2 separate regions of the Sus scrofa genome follow, and region 2 is linked to region 1. A link is a contact called in public targeted proximity ligation data. All regions are on one chromosome and are shown on one strand. The core of a region is the stretch at or near the end of the contact, and the rest is flanking DNA. Distances in the headings are between cores, read along the strand shown.

The links.
Region 2: a contact with region 1 is called in a targeted proximity ligation map of skeletal muscle. A contact is called at or near these places in 11 of 47 Hi-C or Micro-C datasets (alveolar macrophages, blood, embryonic fibroblasts and 6 more) and 2 of 2 datasets of targeted methods (alveolar macrophages and skeletal muscle).

Annotation. Positions count from the first base shown.
Region 1 is chr3:31,507,496-31,513,504 of Sscrofa11.1, reverse strand. The region is part of intron 1 of LITAF (lipopolysaccharide-induced tumor necrosis factor-alpha factor); the gene reads right to left. Among named protein-coding and RNA genes, the nearest start is that of LITAF, 28 kb to the right of the region's middle.
Region 2 is chr3:31,545,384-31,551,392 of Sscrofa11.1, reverse strand. All of the region lies in intron 1 of LITAF (lipopolysaccharide-induced tumor necrosis factor-alpha factor), which reads right to left. Among named protein-coding and RNA genes, the nearest start is that of LITAF, 66 kb to the right of the region's middle.

The DNA of each region.
Region 1 (6,009 bases), core at 2,620-5,119:
GGGAGAACCAGAAACATGCAACAAGATGTGCATGAGAGCCTCATTCACAATGATCAGAAGCTGGAAACAACCCAAATGTCCATCAACAGACAAACGGATAAACACCAACATGGTCCGTCCACACAATGGACTATGACTTGGTCACACAAGGAGCGAGGCTGGGTTCATGCTCCAACGGGGATGAGCCTTGAAAACATGATGCTCAGTGAAAGAAGCCAGACACGAACCGTCACACATTTTCTGTGATTCCATTTACACAAACTGTCCGGAAGAGGCAAATCCACAGAGAAGGAAAGCAGATTAGTGGTGGCCCAGGGCTGGGGGGGCGGGGGTGGCAGAGTGGAAGGTAATAGCTAAAGAGGACACAGTTTCTTCTCCAAATGATGAAAATGTTCTGAGACTGTGATAATTGCAGGGTTTTTTTTTTTTTGTTGTTGTTGTTATTTTGTCTTTTTTAGGGCCACACCTGCTGCATATGGAGGTTCCCAGGTTAGGGGTCGAATCGGAGCTATAGCTGCTGGCCTACACCACAGCCACACCAATGTGGGATCCGAGCCACATCTGTGACCTACGCTACAACTCACAGCAACACTGGATCCTTAACCCACGGATGGAGGCCAGGGATCAAACCCATGTTCTCATACATACTAGTCAGATTCGTTTCCGCTGAGCCCCAGTGGGAGCTCCCAATTGCACAGCGCTTTATGTACTAAAAGCCATTGACCTATACGCTTGAAGTGGGTAAATTGTACGGTATGTGAATGATGTCTCAATAAATCTGAAAATAAAATAAAGACAGAATGGGGAGGAGTTCCTACAGTGGCTCAGCATGTTAAGAACTCAACTAGTATCCAAGAGGATGCAGGTTAGATCCCTGGCCTGGCTCAGTGGACTAAGGATCCGGCATTGCCACAAGCTGCAGCAAGGTTGCAGGTGCAACCCTAGCCTGGGAACTTCCACATGCCACGGATGCAGCTCTAAAAAGAAAAAAAAAAAAAAGGTGAACTGAGGGTTACTCCAAGGCAGAGGATTCAGGCTTCAGCGCCTGATGACTATGGGCAAGTCACGTCCTCTCCCAGGGCCTCAGTGTCCTGATCTGTAAAATGGGTACATTGCTGACCCTTCATCTGCTAAAGTTGAAGGGGAGTGAAGGAGATAAAGCCCGTAGCCCAGCACCCACCATTTGAGGGCGCCATAGATGTCAGTCACTGGATGTGGGACTTGGGATGTGTTTGCTCCCTCACACCCCAGAAGGCTTCAGAGCATCCATTCCAGGAATGGGTCAATCCCTTAACATCTAAAAAGCCTGCGCAGGCTTTCTTGCCCTGGGAAGAAAACAAAAACCCTCACCATTGTCCTAGAATCAGGCGGGCCTTCTTTCCCTAGGCCCAGAGGCCCCCATCTGTCATTTACAGTTTCAAGACATCTGCCACGAGGTCCTCACGGCCACAACCACCTGGGGCCCTCGAACCCATGCTCCACCCCCTCCAGTCCTTACGGCTCCTGGTGGCTTTGAGGACCTCAGAAAAGACAAAGAGAAGCTGGCACTGACCCTGCAAAATAATCCAGCCTGGGTGGATGGGGTGGGGGGACCCCACAAAGAAGCAAGTGGGGAGGGGGGCTCACGCGTGCACAATGGCTCCTCAGAAACCCTTGGGAGGTTGGGGGACAGGGGTCTCTAGCAACGTGGGCTGAGAAAGAAATGTCTCTATTCTTCCAGGACCTGCCCCCACAGGCTCCAGGCCAAGAATGAGCAGTGCAGCATCTATTAAGTTTCTAAAATTATGCTTAGGTTTGGGGGGTTGGCCAGAGCGAGGGGCGGGAGAGGATGTGGCGCGGGGGGGGGGCAGGCAGGAAGCCTTTAATCCGGCCCCTTGCACCCCAGGCTGCACGCTGGGCAGCAGGAAGGGAGTGTCCTCCAGCAGATGTCAGATGGGTGCCAAGGATCAAAAGCCCTTCTGTGCACAGCCTGGGCACACAACCATCTTTAAACACGGCTGCAGCGCCTTCCCAGACTGTTTGAGTTTTCCTTGGATCTAAGGAGCTAGGGGGTGGGGGAGGGGATGGAATGAGGTCCTTGGGCTGCCCAGTTTGAGGAGGAATCAGAGAAAGAAATCTCCTGGTCATCAAAATCTAGATGTGGGAACAGGGTCACTGTAGAGGGTTGTGCTGGCTGCTCACTGCACAACGGCAGAGGGTTCTCCATGCCAACATGGAGTCACGCTGGGCACCCCCATTCCAGGTGGCCCATGCTGGACCAGAAGGAGGACCAGCTAGCTCCTGTGGCCAAGGTCTCATTCTTGGATGGAGCTGGGGGGATGCGAATCGGTGGCCAGAAATCGGTGGTCACAAATGAAATACTTTGACTCCCCAACACAGGTAACTAATCTAAGGAGGAAGGAGAGGAAAAAAAATCGAGATAGGGTCAATCTCCCCTCCCCCACCAGATGTGGTTGTCAGAAAAAACGGAGGACACTCAGTTCAAGGTCAGCTAAACAATGAATGATTTTTTAGCATCAGTATGCCCTCAAACATTGCATGGGATATACTTATACTAAAAAAATCATCTGTTGTTTCTCTGACAATCACAAAAATTTTTTGGCTGCTCCCACGGCATATGGAAGTCCCTAGGCCATGGATCAAATCCCAGCCGCAGCTGCAACCTATGCCATAGCTGCAGCAAGGCCAGAACTTTAGCCTCCTGTACCACAGTGGGAACTCCTCTGACAATCAAATTTAACTAGGCCTCTCCGGTTTGTGTGTTTTTTTGGTCGGCACACTGGATGAGGGGTCAAATCAGAGCTGCAGCTGCCTGTCTACACCACAGTCACAGCAATGCCAGATCCAATCCACAACTGTGGGTTTTGCCACAGCTTGTGGCAATGCTGGATCCTTAATCCACTGAGCGAGGCCAGGGATCAAACCCACATCCTCAGGACACTATGTCACATTCTTAACCCGCTAAGCTACAACAGGCACTCCTAAGCATCTCTATTTTTGTTAAATCTAGCCATCCAACCCCCAGAGGGCATGCCTATAAAGACTCTGCCACCCACCACTGCCTAGAAATAGCTGTTAAACCAGCAGGTAATTAGGAGCAAGTTCCCCCCCAAGCCTTTTGGCTGCTGAGCACCAGGCAGGCTGGGCGGTGTCAGAGCCCTTCCCCCGCAACACGCATGTCACCGCCGTGGCCTCCCCTGGGGGCTCTGAAATCGCCCCGCTAAGAGGATCCTCTGCCTGTAACAGCGGCCGGCCACGTGTCCATGGGGAGGATGGAGACACAGCCTCACTGAAACCAAAGGAACAAATCTTGCACAAGGCCTGCCCAGTAAGTCGGACTGGGTCGTTTCCAGGGCCAGTGACACTGACTCCTGGCAGCTGGGGTGGCCTCGGGCTCCAGGGCCCTCTTATGCATCTGAGATGGGGTTGCCCGGGGGGTCGGCCTGGAGGGGCAGGGTTTGGTTGGTGGGGAGGCCCCTCCCCCGCTGTCCCTTAGGGCTTTCTGGAAGGCAGGTAGAGAATGAGGAAGGTAGGGCCTTATGCAACCCCCCCACCCCCCTCCCCGCCACACACACACAATGGTTTCTATGGGAAAGGCTGGCTGACCTCTCCTGGGGCCACCTGGGATAGGGCCAACTGCATGTGACCAGCGGGCAGTGGAGCCAGTGCAGCTGGCAGGACACTCACATGCACAGGAAACCTGGGCAGAAAGTCACCCCAGGCCCAGGCAGGACCTGGACCTGGAGCCCAGAAGAGCCCTGGCAGATGGCAGGAGGGTCTCCTCAGCCCCCACTACCCTCCCACCCAGAGCAGAACTGGTCACCAACTCCCCATCCCTGCTCCGCACGTCTCTGTCTGGCTGAGCCCCCGGGAGGAGCTAAAGTGCCATGCCTCACTCTGATGAGTCAGCTCTCCCTGGGAGCAATTCCCCTCTAGACTAGAGGTGACTGGGTACCAACTGGGAGTCTCCCTGTGGCTCCTGGAGACCTGTGGGTCCCCTTCCCATTCATTACCCCAGACTCCTGTTCCCCGCAAAGGTGCAGGGGGACTTGGTCCCTGCAAAAGCTGTTCCCTGTGGGACCAGCCAACTGGGTTCTTTTTCTTTCTTTTTTTTTTACAGCCACACCCGCAGCATGTGGAAGTTCCCCAGCCAGGGGTCGAATCGGAGCTGCAGCTGCCAGCCTACACCACAGCCTCAGCAACACTGGATCTAAGCCACATCTGTGACCTGTGCCACAGCTCACAGCAATGCTGGATCCTTATCCCACTGAGTGAGGTCAGGGATCAGACTCACAACCTCATGGACACAAGTCAAATTCTTAACCTTCTGAGCCACACGGGAACTCCTCAACTGGGTTCTTGACTCTTGTTTTTTATGTTGTTGTTTTTCTACAACATCCAGAACATGCCTACAGCATGCAGAAGTTCCCAGGCCAGGAATCCAACCAGTCCACAGCAGTGACAACGCCGGACCCTTAACTGGCAAAGCCACCAGGGAAACTCCATCAACTCTAGTTTTTGTTTCCACTTCTGATCCTCGAGGGGTGGAGAGAGGAAGGATATTCACCTGGGTAAGAGGCTAGAGCTCTTGTGTCACCTGGGAGGACATGCTGTGTGGCCAGATGCAGGTCCCAGGGGCTGCTTTGTTCTGGCTAATTTGGTCACAAGGTGTCAGATCCTATTGTTCTGCCTCTTCAGACCTGCCCCCAGGGAAGGCAGATTAACATTCTCCCCTCCAACTACCAGCTCCTGGAGGGCAGGGACCCTGCTGATTCAGCCCATGCTCCTGGGAGAGCCTTCAGAGGGAGAGGGCAGTCAGGGAAGGCTTCCAGGAGGAAGCGGCACTGGCTGAAGGTAGGAGTCCTTGCAGGAAGGAACAAGAAGGGTGCTGTCACGTGGTGGCAGCTAGAGGGAAGGTGTGGCACATGGGCAGGCTCAGAAGGTGGTGGACCCGGGGCATGGGGTGTGGGGTGGGGGTGAGAGAAACAACTGCACGGAAAGCTTCCTGGCAACCAGCACCTGGACTCAGAGAGCCGGCTGCGCCCTGCCACGTGCTGCCAGATGACTGCGCAAAGCCACTTCACTTGCTAAACCTCAGTTTCCTCATCTCTAAGATGGGAGGCGAGGAACAGAGATGAGCATCACTGCTCTGCAGGGTCCCTTTGCTCCCTGCCGGGCCCTGGGATCCACACATTCACTTGCCGCTTTCACTCATTCCACTGGGAAGCCCGGTGTGCCGTCAAGCCCTTTGTACAGATAGGTAAAAAGACACTCCAGGTCCCAAGGGTCAGGGGTCGAACCCGGATCTGGGCATGGGAGGCCGAGGTTCTAAGTGGCCTCTGGAGAGAGGGGACCGACTGAGCTGCTTTGCTGGTTTTTTGTTTTTGTCTTTTTGGGGCCGCTCCCACAGCATATGGAGGTTCCCAGGTTAGGGGTCGAATCGGAGCTGTAGCCACCGGCCTGCACCAGAGCCACAGCCACAGCAACGCGGGAGCTGAGCCATGTCCATGACCCACACCACAGCTCATGGCAACGCCAGATCCCCAACCTGCGAGCAAGGTCAGGGATTGAACCCTCAACCTCATGGTTCCCAGTCAGATTTGTTAACCACCGAGCCACAACAGGAACTTCCAGAGCTGCTTTTTGGGATGTGGGGATCGCCGTCTTTCATGCTCCTTTTTCTCTCCTGGGGTGGCCAGAGCAATGAGCACAAACTGAGCAGCTTTTACAAAAACCAGAAATTGACACTCGCCTCCTGGAGACCAGGAGTCCCCACTCGAGGTGTGGGCAGAGCTGGTCCCTTCTGGAGCCTCTGAGGGACAATCTGTTCCCTGCCTTTCTCCTGGGGGGCTTCCTGATAATGGGGTTCAGGACACCCTACCCCCAAATATTGTACCTCAGCGTGCTGAATACCTCAAGCAGAAGCAGGAAGGTCACCTTGACCTTGCGCTCTCAGCCTTCCTCCCTGAAACAGGTGAAGAAAACTCTCCAGAGCAGGAGGAAGGGACA
Region 2 (6,009 bases), core at 2,328-4,827, 38 kb before region 1:
AGATCAACAACAAGGACCTGCTCTATCTCACGGGGAACTATGTTCCATATCCTGTAATAACCTAAAACGGAAAAGAATCAGCTAGAGCTGCATCTATATATCTGAGTCGCTTTGTTGTACACTAGAAACCAATAGAGCATTGTAAATTGACTACCTTTCAATTTAAAAAAGAAAAGACATGAATAAATAAAATGAAAGTTTTGAGTTAAAAAAAAAAAAAAATCCACAACTGGGAGTTCCTGTTGTAGCTCAGCGGGTTAAGAACCCACACAGTGTCCGTGAGGATATAAATAAGCTCCATCCCTGGCCTCAATGCGTGGGTTAAGGATCCGGGGTTGCCAAAAGCTGCAGCACAGGTTGCAGACACGGCTTGGATCTGGTGCTGCGGTGACTGTGGTATAGACTGGCAGTTGCAGCCCCCTAGCCTGGGAACGTCCACGTGCCACTGGTGCAGCCCTAGGGGGAAAAAAAAAAGCAACTCCCCCCCCAACCCGTCCCACCGCCACAACAGATAAAAAGACCTTGTCCATCCGTCATTAGATTTGCTATTTCCACCCTGGCAAAGAGCAACAGGTCAGACCATCCACAGAGCTGGCTGACCTCTCCCCCAGGGCTGCTGGGAAGGCACCCTGGGGCTCACACAATGGAAGCATCTATTAAAATTCGACGTGCAGGGACCTGCAGCAGAGATGACCCCATGTGTGGACACAGCGACAAAATGATGAGCACACAGGGGACTCAGTGTTGCGAGAAACCATCTCACCGCCTGTCGGCAGAGGACTGCGTAGACCAGTCACAGCCCAGCCACAAGAGGGAATGGGATGGAGCCATCGAGACAGAACTAGGAAGTTCATGTGCGGAAATGCAGTCACCCCCGAGATCGAGCACTGCCTGGAAAAAGCCCAAGTGGTGTTTATCGAAGGCCATCATCTGCGTACAAGGAAGTAGATATTTCCCCATAAAATATGCATAAAATGGTTCCAAACGGATACACAAGAAACTGGTAACAGGGGCTGGGTAACAGGGGCTGCCTGTGAGCTGAGGAGGGAGGTGGCCTGGGGCATGCAGCCAGATGAATGCTTTTCGTTTTCTCTTTTTTTTTTTCATTTTTTTAAAGTCTTACTGAGGAATGGTTGATTTATAATGTTCTGATCACTTCTGCTGCACAACACATTGATTCGGTCAGACGTCTACACGCATCCGGACAAACGATTTTCACCCATGCTCTTTATCGGTCTTTGGTACACTGAGCCATAGCAAATTACATAATCAAAAAATGAAACAAGAAAAAATTAAATAAATACATGTATAACCCAATATATTTATAGTTTTATAACCTTTGGGGGGTTTTTTTGTTTGTTTTGCTTTGTTTTTGTTTTTTCTGCCGCACCCTCAGCATGCAGAAGTTCCCGGGCGGGAATCCAACCTGTGCCATGGCTGTAAAGAGCCACAGCAGTGATAATGCCAGATCCTTAATCCACTGAGTCAGGAGGGAACACCCTATAGTTTTATAATTGATTCATTATAATGGGTTATATGAAAAATTTTGATTACATAAAATTTAAAACATTACATTTTTTATTTAAAAATTTTTAAAACAAAAAAAAACGGAAGTGTATTTAATTTACAATGTTGTGTTAGCCTCAGGCATACAGCAAAGTGATTCAGTGATATATATACATTCTTTTAAGACATTGAATATAGTTCCCTGTGCTATACAGTAGATCCTTATTGTTTATCTATTCATCCCAAATTCCTACTGATCCCCCTGGCTTTGGTAACCATAAGTTTCTTTTCTATATCTGAGTCTATTTTTGTTTTGTATGTAAGTTCATTTATACCATTTTTAAAGATTTCAGATATGTGATATCGGGTGAAAGTTATCTTTCTCTAACTTATTTCACTTGATATGAAAATCTCTAGGTCCACCCACGTTGCTGCAAATGGCATTGTTTCAAACCTCTCTCTCTTTTTTTTAATGTTATGGCTGCATCCGAGGCATATGGAAGTTCCTGGGTCAGGGACTGAATCCAAGCCACAGCTGCGACTGACACCACAGCTGTGACAACGCTGGATTCTTAACCCAATATGCCACGGCGGAACTCCCAAACCTCTCTCTTTTTTTTTAACGGGAGGGAAAAAAAGAGCCTCTTCGGCAAACCCGCATGTGCCCTCCCCAGGTTGGTCTCTCAAAAGTCCTCTCACCTGTATGCCTGAGGCTAACACAGGTGAAATGATGTCGTCATCCCTTTGTCCCATGTACTGGGTCTCACGTCCCCTCCCTTCCCAGCAACTGGCCCTCCGCCCCTCCCTGCGGATTTGCAGGCAGATGAACGCCACTGATCACGTGTCTCTGGTGAGAAGATGTGCTCCACTGTTTGCACTGTATCATCCCCAGACGTCTGCTAACAACGTCCTATTTGCCCAAGTAAAATTCTTCCCTTGGCATTTTGTACTACGATCCATTTTCCATGCTGGAGGTTCTGCAGGCTGACGGTGAATGCAGGACCGGGGAGGCAGGGACCTTCCCTTGCTGGCCTTAAGGAACCATTGGGGGAGGTACAGTTAACCACGGCGGGAAACAGCCCAGACTCCAAGGCAAGCAGAGGGTCTAAGACAGTGAAGGACACAGAAAAGGGCAGAACAGGAAGAGGGCAGAACAACGTGGCCAGAGACACAGAGGCAGGCACACCTGTGTCCTGCGGGGAGGTGAGCAGTGATTGGCCAGGAGGGGGGCGGGGTTACGGGAGCCTTTGCACCATCTGGAGGCTGGACCTTTCAGGAGGCCTTCAGGTCTTGGCGCAGTGGTTAACAAATCCGACTAGGAACCATAAGGTTGCGGGTTTGATCCCTGGCCTTGCTCAGTGGGTTAACGATCCGGCGTTGCCATGAGCTGTGGTGTAGGTCGCAGACGCATCTCCGACCCCGCGTTGCTGTGGCTCTGGCATAGGCCGGCGGCTGTAGCTCCGATTTGACCCCTAGCCTGGGAACCTCCATATGCTGTGGGAGCGGCCCAAGAAAAGGCAAAACGACCAAAAAAAAAAAAAAAAAAGAGGCTGGACCTTTCAGGGAGGGATTCCCCCCCGCCGCCCCCAATATGTTCTGTTTCATTACCCAACAAACCAAAAGCGACTCCTGCCAAGGAAAATTCAGACGCTAAAAATAAGCCTCCAAACCTAGAATACCAGGAGAAACCAACCACAGCCAAAGCCACCCAACAACGCCGCAACAGTATAAACACACATCAAAGGGCAGAGAAGGGGTCCGCACTCCGGATCACGTCTCTCAACACAACGAAAACTCCAGTCTCACAACTTCTGGTGTTTCTTTATTCTGATCAAGGCCCCTTTTCAATATCCCTCTCCCAAAAGTCTCTTAACCATTTTCTCAAATGATCCCCTATTTCTCTCTGCCTCCTTAAAGTCTCAGTTTAAAAAAAAAAAAAAAAAGCAGAAGCAGAAAAGAAGAAGAAAAAAAAAAGAAAATGCTTGTGTCAGCATCTTGCGGTCCTGCCACTCCCACCCAACTCCCCACCCAACTCCTCTCCCCTGCTTCCAAGCCTCCAAGGACCAGGAAGCCTGAACGCAGGGTGTAAGAACTCTGTGTCACAAAAGAGTTACTAGTTTCCTTGGGTGCCTCCCAGGAGGAAAGTAAACAAGCTTCCGCATTTGCCTTGATAAATATCTGGTTTACTGGGGAGACGGGTACTTGCTTATTTCCTCAATCCTGGCTATATTCCAGATGACGGGGTGGAGGGGGGGCATTATGACTGTCAGGCCTTTAAAAATGACAGAACCGCCTTTGAAAATGACAGAACCCGTCCTGCCTTTAGCAAGCCTGAAGGTGGGAACGGGCTGGTGAACGGGTGACCCTCTGTCGTCTTTTACAGCCGTCTTTTTTACCGCCTGATCCGCTTCCCCTGGCCCATCCCCAGCCCAGCCCTCGAGGACATGCGCCTTCCTCGTGCGTCCTAATTGCTTCCTGTCTGCAAATGAGATTCTGTTCCCCTCACTGGACCGCATTACACCCTTCCCGGGGAGGGCTGTGTTCATGCTTCCTGGATTCCCACAGAGCTTTAAGACACCAATGCAATGCGTCCTGGTCCAGCGGGGACTCCAAGAGTGTATTTGGCACCTCTATCCCGTGTATGATGGGAACAGCTCTCGTGCAAACTCTTTATTTTGTTCTTTTTTTGGTTGATTTGTTTGTTTGGAGGGCCACACCTGCCGCGAGTGGAAGTTCCCAGGCCAGGTAGGGGTCGAATCAGAGATACAGCTGCCTGCCTATGTCCCAGCCACAGCAACGCCCGATCCAAGCCAGGTCTGCAAGCCTACGCTTCAGCTTAGTGCAAGCTCTGTAGAAACATGTATTTTGGGGGAGTAGTTTATTTTTTTCGGTTTGAGGTATAATAGACATACAGCACTGTAGAAACGTAAGGTGTACAACAAAATGCTTTCCTTTACAAGCATCATAAAGTGATGACCACAACAGGTGTAGGGAAGAGCCAACCTCTCATACAGACACGACACTATAAGAAATCGGAAACATCAAAAGAAAATCGGAAACAAAATCCTTTCCTTGCGATGAGACCTCTTAGGATTTACTCTCTTGCTAACTTTCATTTATATTGTACAGCAGTGTTCATTATCTTTATTATGCTGTATTTTACATGCCAAGGACTTATTATCCTATAATTGGAAAAGTGTGTTTTTTAAATGAAGACAGATCTTTCTTCCAGAAGAGTTCCAAATGATGTGTAGAGGCCCCTCCCTCCAGGAAGTGGAGCTTAATCTCACCCCTCCCGCTCTTGGGCGTGGGCCGAATTTCGCCTCTGGCTTATATGTATTTATTTTTTGCTTTTTAGGGCCACTGCAGCATATGGAAGTTCCCAGGCGAGGGGTCGAACTGGAGCTGCCGCTGCCAGCCTATGCCACAGCCACAGCAACACGGGATCTGAGCTGTGTCTGGGACCCACACCGCAGCTCACTGGCAACGCAGGATCCTTAACCCCCTGCGTGAGGCCAGAGATGGAACCCAGCGTCCTCATGGATATGAGTCGGGTTCGTTACTGCTGAGCCACAGCAGAAACTCCCGAGCACCTTGCTTTAAAAGAATACCCTAGGGAAGGAGAAAAAGAGTAACAATACAAAGGAGAAACCTGGCAAATGCTACCTTAACATAGCAACAAAGGCTAACATTATTATGATGTCACGCGGGTGTCACATGCTGTGACGAGCCCTTCGTCTCTGTGGTGCTCTTCCCCCAAAACCCCTAACTCCAGGGAAATCATGAGAAAAATATCAAACAAACCCAATGTGACAGAAATCTCGGCCCAGTCCTCCCCAGAGACAATCACAAGAAACAGGTAAAGCCTAAGACACTGCAGGAGACCACAGGGGACTGGGGATGGGGTGGTTAAGCGCAGTGGGATACCCTGGATGGGACTTCGGAACAGAAGAAGGGACATTGGGGAAACACTGGCAAACGCCAAAGAAAGTCTGGAGTGAGGTGAATGGTGAGGTACCCATGTCAGTTTCCTAGACTGACAAACGTCCTGCGGTGACGGTGACGATGCAAAGAGAGGGGAAAGTTGGGTTAGGGGTAGGCAGGAGCTGGGCACTAGCTGCCCCTTTCCTGCAAATCTGAAATTAAACTCTACGGAGTTTTCCCTGTGGTGCAGTGGGTTAAGAATCCGACTGCAATAGCTCGGGTCATGTGGAGGTGCGGGTTTGACCCCCGGCCTGGCGCGGTGGGTTCAAGGATTGGGCATGGCCGCAGCTGAACGTGTTAGGTCACAGCCACAGCTCAGATTCAGTTCCCTGGCCTGGGAACTGCCATCTGCCATGGGCGCAGCCACAAAAATACGTAAGTAAAATTAAACTGGAAGATGAACTGGAACAGGGAAGCCTCCCCCCAAAGCACTCAAGTTCAGTTTTACAAAACAAAACACTTTTTTTGTAGGTTTACTTTTTTAAAAAAGGATTTTTTTTTTTTCCTAACGTGTACTTT